Regions from separate parts of the Mus musculus genome. Here region 2 is linked to region 1. Evidence: chromatin contacts called from public Hi-C data. All regions are on one chromosome and are shown on one strand. Each heading gives the region's core, a stretch centred on a gene start, on an enhancer-like site or on the middle of the called end of the contact. The rest is flanking DNA. Distances are from core to core; before and after follow the strand shown.

What was found. Hi-C and Micro-C count contacts between places; a contact is called where the count stands out from the background.
Region 2: a contact with region 1 is called in a Hi-C map of group 2 innate lymphoid cells, with 3 times the contacts expected there. The contact joins two enhancer-like sites. A contact is called at or near these places in 11 of 39 promoter capture datasets (the C10 cell line, the HPC-7 cell line, HPC-7-derived erythroid cells and 7 more), 11 of 484 Hi-C or Micro-C datasets (adipose-derived mesenchymal stem cells, cerebral cortex, embryonic fibroblasts and 8 more), 2 of 115 datasets of contacts at active chromatin or transcription factors (astrocytes and heart atrium) and 3 of 9 other capture datasets (adipose tissue, liver and macrophages).

Annotation. Positions count from the first base shown.
Region 1 is chr10:20,734,930-20,739,345 of GRCm38.p6, reverse strand. No RefSeq gene overlaps it. Among named protein-coding and RNA genes, the nearest start is that of Gm33510, 100 kb to the left of the region's middle. Within about 2 kb of position 2,040, at least 38 of the 459 cell types and tissues checked have an H3K27ac peak or open chromatin away from gene starts, as enhancers often do. A contact at or near this core is called in group 2 innate lymphoid cells and pre-megakaryocyte-erythroid progenitors, where this site is marked.
Region 2 is chr10:20,905,507-20,909,922 of GRCm38.p6, reverse strand. No RefSeq gene overlaps it. Among named protein-coding and RNA genes, the nearest start is that of Ahi1, 45 kb to the left of the region's middle. Within about 2 kb of position 2,687, at least 54 of the 459 cell types and tissues checked have an H3K27ac peak or open chromatin away from gene starts, as enhancers often do. A contact at or near this core is called in group 2 innate lymphoid cells and pre-megakaryocyte-erythroid progenitors, where this site is marked.

The DNA.
Region 1 (4,416 bases), core at 791-3,290:
CTACCTTGGGTCAGAAGCATAACAGAGCTGACCTACTTCTCTTTCTCTGAAAGATCAAGCAGGATGCATGCTAGTTTATCAGGGAAGTAGCCTAAGATTAGCCATTCACGTTATGATGTAAGACTTAGAGATGATTATAAAGATTGTGGAGCAGTAGACTGAAACAATCAGATGCAGGAAAGAGCACACTCTGCAACCTTCTCGGTTGGGTCTATTTAGATGTTGCCTGGGTGAAACTTTGAAGTACAAGGAAAAGCAGGAAGGATTTCAGCACCCAGGTTACATGAGAATAGGTTACAGCAGATCTACAATGTTCCAGCGGGACTGGGCCAGAGCGCTCTGGTGACCAAGCACAGCATTTAGCTTAGTCCTCTCAGAGGGGACCTTCTGTAGCAAATGCATACAGAATGGCTATGTTAGTTAGGGTTTTACTGATGTGAACAGACACCTTGACCAAGGCAAGTCTTATAAAAGACAGCATTTAATTGGGGCTGGCTTACAGGTTCAGAGGTTCAGTCCAGTATCATCAAGGCAGGAACATGGAAGCATCCAGGCAGGCATGGTACAGGAGGAGCTGAATTTTACATCTTCATCTGAAGGCTGCTAGTGGAAGACTGACTTCCAGGCAGCTAGGGTAAGGGTCTTAAGCCCAGGCCCACAGTGACACACCTACTCCAACAAGGCCACACCTCCTAATAGTGCCACTCCCTAGGCAAGCATATACAAACCATCACAATGGCCATGGCGGTTTTCTCTCTCTTCCTTCCTGCATGAGACAAGAGCCACCGCCAGAGACTGATGTCCAAGCTTTGTGTCCATCCATGCTTGGGTTTGGGGTGATGTGTGAGAGCTTCACAGCCTCTTACCCCCCAGCCTCCAGTTCCCTCTTCTTACATTGGCCAGGGCAATCCGTCATAGGTACAAGGAGCTTAGACTGAACACTTAGTTCAAGACCTGCAAAAAGCAAGAGTGCAAATCCTACTTGTTGATTTGTCCTCCAAAGACCTCAAGGCCATTTCTTATGAATGAGAAAGAGCCAGTGGGCACCACAGATTGGAAATATTCGTGAACTGGCTAGCTTGCCTTACACACTATTTTAGCATTAGTGCTAGCCACACAAGGTTTGGAAGATACACCCCACTGTTTCCATGTCTCCATATTTCAAGGAAGTAAATCTATTAAGAGTAAGAGAGAAAAACAGAGAGGGGATGAGAGAGGGAGAGAGAAGAGAGAGAGAATTTTAAGTTTTGAAAAGAAGCTTAATGTTGATGACTTGAGAAAAGAACACTGTCTGAGTAACGTTTTAAAAAAATAATAATAACAGCCATTTTCCAAAGAGCTGCACAGGTACTTTATGTAAACTGAATCCAAGAGGGGAGAACAACTTGAAAACATGCTTTACTGTTTTTTTTTTTAAAAACAATTTTAAAAATGCTTTTAAATTGAATTCAAACACAGAAGCTAGGTTGTTTGGTGTGCCTGTCACTGTGGGACTGACTGGGTTTGACACTGTGGTTGGTTGATGCCTCTGACCTTTCCCTAGCGACCTGCTCATTTGAGGCTGTCCTGCACTTAGGGGAGGGAAGCCTCCTAGGGCCCAGCAGGCTGCCCTGCTGAGGAGCACCAATGGCCAACTCCTGCGCACTGAAGGAGGAGACAGGTGCTTTGTGTTGAGAAATACGGCTAGATCACGATCACGTGTCAGGAGAGGAACAAAAGGCATTTTTGGGAATCACCTCTTCTCCAGGCTTGGGAGGAAACATGGATGGTTCTTAAGTAAAGCCCATGCTCCTGCTCGGAAGAACCCTCTGAGTCTCCAATTACTTAAGTTCCTTAGAGCCGCAACGAAAACACTCAATTAATTCCAGTGACCAGATAAACCTGCTTGCTTTGTGGTGGCACTTAAGTCTCATTAGAAAAAAACTGACAGGAAGGCCTCACTGCCTTTAGTCACTTCCTAATTACACTAATTTTGTTTGAGTGACATGTTGGGCTTTGGGGGAGGGGAAAATGAGGGAAAGAAGGCTACAATACGAGCCCTTATTCTCAGTCCCAGACAGCACAGGAAATCCTCAATTCAGCTGTATCACTGCCCTCAGCACTCAACAAACCACAAGCATTATATTTAATATTCTTAGACTCATAATAATGGTTTTATGTGACATGGCAAAGTTAAGTCGTTCCTTCTATACTCTCCTTTTTTTTCCCCCTGTGATTGCAGAATCCATGCTTCTTGAAAGAAAATGAAGTTAAGAACAGATCGTTGAATGTTTAAACTCTCTCCCTGTCTCTCCCTAGATTTGTGAATGCTCGTATCCCTCGGTGTGTATGCATGCACGGTGCCATCCACTTTTTTTGAGACTCCATCTCTCAATGGCCTGAACCTCACCAAGTAACTTACTTAGGGACAGAGAGCACCAGGGACCCACCTAACTTCACCCCACTCCCCACCCCCACCCCTCCTTCTCAAGCACTAGGATTAAAGGCAAGTGGGCCAATACACTGGGTGGGGGGGGGGCGCTGGTGTTTCTTTTTCTTTTTTTAAAAACTTGATTCTAGGGATCAAACTCAGGTCCCTGTGCTTAGAAAACAAGCCACCTTATCTGCTGAGCCATCTTCCTAGTCCTCTCTTAAATAGTGCTCCTGCAATGATTCCCACTGGTAGGGAAAATATAGTGCAATGTCGCTGGGAATTACGCATTTCATAAGAGGTGACGACTTCTGCTTGACAGGACTGAGAGGATCCCAAACCAAGGAAGAAACAGCAATTTAGACAGTGGAGAAAGTCTGCCCACAGGCACCGCTCTGCCCTGTACTCTCTTTTCTGGTGCTAGGTCTGATTTAGAACAATGTCTTCCTTGTGGGCACCCTTAAAGGTCGACAGGACCCCGACAATTAGAAACTTGGCACATTGCCTTCTGAACTGGTGGCCCTCTAAAGGTCTGGAACTAATTTTCTTTCTACTTTGTTTGGTCCCCAGGCACAGACTAAGAACTGTTTCTTTTGGGAGGCCTTTCCTACCCCCATTATCTGAGTGACCGGTGACCTAGAACCCAGAGGGTAACAGTTGTAGACTGTGTGCTCACTTTGTGATAAGCTTTTGAGAAGAGCCACCTCACCAGCAGGAACTGCGCAGCCTGCTGGGAAGGAAAGGAGCAAGGCATCTCACTCCTCCGTTCTCTGTGCTGGCCTTGGGAACAGAGCAGAGAAAGAACCAAGGTAGAAATACCCCCAGAAGCTGTGTGGGTTTAGCTGACTGCCTCTCTCCTGCAATAAGAAATAACTTGGAAGCCTAAAGTCTCTGACAGCATCCTCCTCCCTTGACAGACCATCAAAACATGCTTAAGAGTGTGCACTCATCCTTCATGTTTACATGTCTATACTAATCTAGAGCAGGACTGAGCAAGTAGCCAAGAGGACACCATTCTTCCAAACTCAGTGGTCCTGATTATCCCTCAATTCCAAGTGAGAAGAAAGCCAATAAACACCAACCTCTCTCTATTTCTGGTGTTAACCAGAGCCTGCATGTCTACCAAGCTTTGTTATCAAAGTTTCTCAAAATGTTATTCATTTATTTAAAATATTTTAGCCTCAGGAAAAAAAAAGAACCTTAGGGATGGCTGCTCCTGAAGATCTTATTTTAATGCTAAAGTTAATTGATGTTGATGTGAGAAAGTCATCATTAGTTGCGGGACATGATTTTTGAGTACTTCAGACAATAATTGAATTGCTTCAATTATCTTTGCACTTTCTCCTACACATAGAACTTATCTGAGTTCATATAATATAATATAATATAATATAATATAATATAATATAATATAATATAATAAGTCCGTTTGTACTACTATAAGAAAATGGGTTAATTTATAAATAGAAGAAATTTCTTGTTTTGTAATTCCTAGGCTGGCAAGATGAAGACACTGATTGGTTTGTTCATTTGATAAGCGTTGCTCTCTGCTTCCAAATGTTTCCACCCCACATCACAGAGTGTAGAAAAGTGGGCTCCCAGAACACCAATGAAAGCTTCTTTTACATGAGCTTTAGGTCAAAAGCCCTCTTGGTCTGCCTATTTTTAAATACCCACCTCCTACTGCTATCACCCTGATAATGCCTGAATTTTAAAGTGGACACATTCAAACTACAGCACTGATGTCTTGGTCCAGGTCGCTTATTTTCCTTATGCTCTGTTTGTATCCCACATGCATGGAGGATATAGTGAGTGTCTGATAAATAATAAATTAGGAAGAGTTTTTTTTCAGGCATCTAGAGTTTTAACTACTGTTAGACCTGATGTATTGAATAAAGGGCTATCACTATCATGTGTGGAAAAGGCAGCAGGCAAGTTGAAATCTCAGCTCTAACCTGGGCAGTTTGGGAGAGCTTAGGGGTCTCTCTGGACTATCTGCTCATCTA
Region 2 (4,416 bases), core at 1,438-3,937, 170 kb before region 1:
GAAAACACACTCATAGATGTACCCAGAGGGGCACAAATGCCTTCAATAGATACACCAAGAGGGGAGCAAATGCCTTCATAGATATTCCAGAAGTGTACTTTTCTAATTTTCTGGGTATGTCTGAATCCAGCCACCTTACAATGTAACTGTCTGTCACAAGGAAAAGTGGATTTAGATTTTATTCTTTTAGCAAAGAGGCTGCAAAAACCATCCTTAGGGAACACAATACTTTTTTTTAAAAAAGATTTATTTTATTTTAATTTGTATGTATATGCATATGTCTGTGTTTGAATATATGTACATATGAGTGTAAGTCCTAGCAAAGTTCAGAAAAGTGACCCCTTGGAGTTGGAGTTAGAGGTGGTTGTGAATAGCCTTATGTGGTTATTGTGAACCAAATTTAGGTCCTCTGCAAGAATGGTATATACTGTTAACTAATGAGCCATCTCTGCAGCCCAATATTTCATCACATTAATAATTAATAAAAAGATACAGTGTTTTGTAAAAGAGGGTGAAGGAACACTAATAATACACATGGAATTATTGTCATCCTTGATGAAAGCTTAGTATCAGGGTGTGTTTGACTCATATAAGCAAGGATATTTCTGATTCTTCAAGCACTGTGGGGCGGCTAACACATACAGTACTATTAAGTGTAAAACTACTGTGATGTCACCTTACTTTAAAGCCTCAACATGACTGCTTGTATTGACTTGTTACCATAAGTATTATACAGGCATGCCATGATACTGTAGTTATTCCTCAAGAGCCTTTCATAGAATGTGGAAAAGTTGCAGAAGCAGAACATTGCTACCCCGGCAGCAGAGGAGGAAATGGCTCTTAGTCTAAACACCAGTTCAAGAGGCTTGTGAGCAGCTTTGCCTCAGCAGATCATAGGCCAGCAGGAGCGAGTCTGAAAGAACTCTGAGAAGGGATTTCCTACCAGAACAGGCTTTCAGTGATGGGCACGCTTCGCACGGATGGAACTAGTCATCTCTCGGATTTTTATTCACTTGGCTTCTGGGAGTCGTGTATGTCTAGCCTTTGCATTTCACTTCCTGAAAACCTTTTCTTCTCCATGAAAATGTTTTGCCAACCAAGTATTCTGCCAATCCCAGGACTCAAGAGCACAGCTCCCCGTGGCAAGTGAGGGATTACTGTAATCATCTTAGTCATGAGCGCTAGCATCATACACTCACTCTTCACTGCCTTAGGAAGATTTGGACAAGTAACCAAAAGCACTTGCGTAACTGAGGCAAGGCGGTGAGGTACTGGTGGTGCAGTACATCCACATCTCAGCTCTCTTACTTAGTGAAGCACTCAGTACAGAGAGGATGCGCCTAATCCTGAAGACACTAGATGCATGAGGGTGGGGGGATACCGAGGGTGGGAAGGACACTTTCTCAGCTCTCTCAGAGGAGAAGAGAGGGGGAGGGACTCTCTGAGGGGAAAGGGGGGGCAGTTTTGGGATGTGGATAAATAAATAAGTAAATAAAAAATTCACAAGTGTTTACGTGTGTGTGCATGTGAGCACACACACACAGAAAGAAAGAGAGAGAGAGAGAGAGAGAGAGAGAGAGAGAAAGAAAGAAAGAAAGAAAGAAAGAAAGAAAGAAAGAAAGGAAGGAAGGAAGGAAGGAAGGAAGGAAGGAAGAAATAGGGAGAGAAAGGAAGAAAGAGAGAAAGGACAGAAAAAGAACAGAGGAAACCAGGAGCTGTGTTTTCCTGTGGAAGACTGGATGAAGGTAGAGTAGTGGGAGCTGAACCTGTGGATGAACTTCTGGGTTCTTGTAGCTGAGGTGAGATCTGTCCTGAGGAGGGAACCAGAAACAGAAAGAAACTTGTATAATCTCTAAAAGGCATCGCATCAACATTTCTCAATGACAGAGGCAGATAAAATGTAGTCCCAAATGAGGTGCAGCAGTACGACAACCACAATGAATGAGAGCAGCTCCCACCCAATTTCCCGTGGACAATGCTTTAAAGGGATTAAGAGTTACGGGAGGGGTACCAAGTGTGGATTCTGACCAGCTGCCTTCAGACTTAGATGGGTGAAAACTTGGAGCCAGGAATACTGGATATAAGAAAAGACATTGGCCCTCTTTAGCACCTTGTACTGTAGAATAATTTATTATGTTACATTTGACCATTTGATGATGATGATGATGATTATGTGTGTGTGTGGGGGGGAGGGGGGTGCGCGCACGCTATGTATGTGTATATTGGGTGTATATTGTGTATGTGTGTGTGTACGTGTCTGTGCTTTGTGTGTCTCTGTGCATGTGCTGTGTATGTGGTGTGTGTGTGCTTTAATCATACCTATAGAAAGGTGAGTGTTTCCCTGAACAAAATGTTAGAGAAGTAGGGTAAGATGGTGGGAATATATCTGTGAAAAACGTACCTTGTGTCAGGGGTCAATGCATGCCTTAGAACTGGACGATTGCCAAGAATGACCAACTTGATACAAATTTTGTTTTTTAAGGCTGTCTTTGAAACTATCAGAAGCCATATCAATTTTTAGTTTTGCACATTTTCTTTTTATTGCAGTGGTGCAGTGTGCTTGCTGTTAAGGGTCTGTGTGAAAATACCAGTGGGAGGGTGGTTTTTCTCTCGAGCTGATTAGAACTGTGTGGCGCTGCTGTGATGATTTCCCCCGTGTTTCCTTTGGCTGCAGATAATACCGCAAAGCTCACTCGATGACGCACATGGGCAGCTGATAGCAGCTGACACATGTGAACTCAAGCCAAGTGTGTATTATCAGAAAACAACCTAAAAGCCCCAGAAAACTCCCCACTGTCTGACCTGAAAACACTCCTTTTATAATCTTTTAATAACACAGTAGATGGTAGTTTTAATTCTGCACACTGTAACACTTGTAGCGACCTGTGAAGTGAGACTGAAGGCATGATCTTTATGGGCTGTGAGCACAAGGTAGCACATAAGTACAGTGCACTCCCCGTTAGCATAGTAACAGAACTATATGAAATTACTACCCTTCATTTGTCTTTATGATTAGGTATTAAACAGCCTGTTTAGTTTAGTTTTAATTAACATCTTATTTAAAGGTAAACATTGATAGAATTAAGAAACAAATACCATAGATCCCTGCTTTAGAAAAGCACTTTAGTCATTACATTATGTGTATTATTTACTTTGATGTTTGAATCTCGTCTGCGTATACCATTATTTCTTAATTTTCCCTACCTTGAAGCTCTCATTACTTTATATTTCTCTATCCACATTTTTTCTCCTTCTTTCCTTCTGATGAAGGTTTTGATGAAACTGTTTTGGTGCCTTTTCTTGGTTAAATTCCATGTTTGTTATGATTATTCAAACATAATCCAGCACTGAGCCACAGTGAATTAGGATCATCTTTCTTTCTTGTAGGGCTTTTTATTTTTTCTGTATGCCCATTATTAATTTATTCTGAGACATCCCATAGGACAGACTTAGGGTAGCCTTTCATTCTAATGTGCTCACACAGGGGGAGCGTTGTTTGAGGCTCCTTTGAGGGAGCCTGCTGCAGCAAGGAGTGATTGCTACCAGTTGCTGCTCTTAATGTAGGCCCCCAGTATGTGTATGCTGGTGTTGCTTCCAGCCCATGGCTGGGTTTCGTAGGGTGTTAGGGTCCATTCTTGCTGCAATATCAACAAGCAGGCTTTACTGTGAAAGTTTCCATTAGCCTGGGCCAAAAACTGTTTTCATAACTGTCTTGTTGTCTTGAGAATTCCTGCTCACTCCTTCTGTGGGAGGGATATCTCATCTGCTTCACAGTCGGAGGGAACTTCATGCCTAACTCCGGAACAGTCTCTTGATCTTTCAGTAATTTCCGCTAATGAAACGTTTGTAGAACCAAACCCATCTTGAGATCTACTTCTCAGAAGACAGATGTGGGCCAAAGGTACTGAGAGAGATCTGAGAAGACAAGCAGGGAGGGGTGCTGGTGCTGGTGCTGGTGATAGTGGTGGTGGTGGTGGTGGTGGTGGTGGTGGTGGTGGTGGTGGTGGTGATAGTGGTGGTGGTGGTGGTGATAGTGGTGGTGGTGGTGGTAATGGTGGTGGTGGTGGTGGAGGTGAGACTCAATTTGAGGGCCAGAGTCACTTTTAGTGACTTACAAGGAAGGTTACAGCTGAGAAACAGATGTAACATTTTAGGGATAAAGTCACAAAGCATTTGAGACATTTTAAAATTAAGACAGATCCTGGGACCCTGAAACAGGGGACAAAGATATCCAGGAAAATGTCCTTGATAGGTGTTGGCATCATGGATTTCCTACAGCCTTGGACCTGACAGGGATAGATACTTCCTCCACTTGGGGGATTGTCACCTTAGGAAAGCTTCCAGCCCTCTCTTGGTCACCTGGCTGATAAGGAGGACTAAGGACTCATGGCGTCACTGCTTATGGCTGGGATTGAT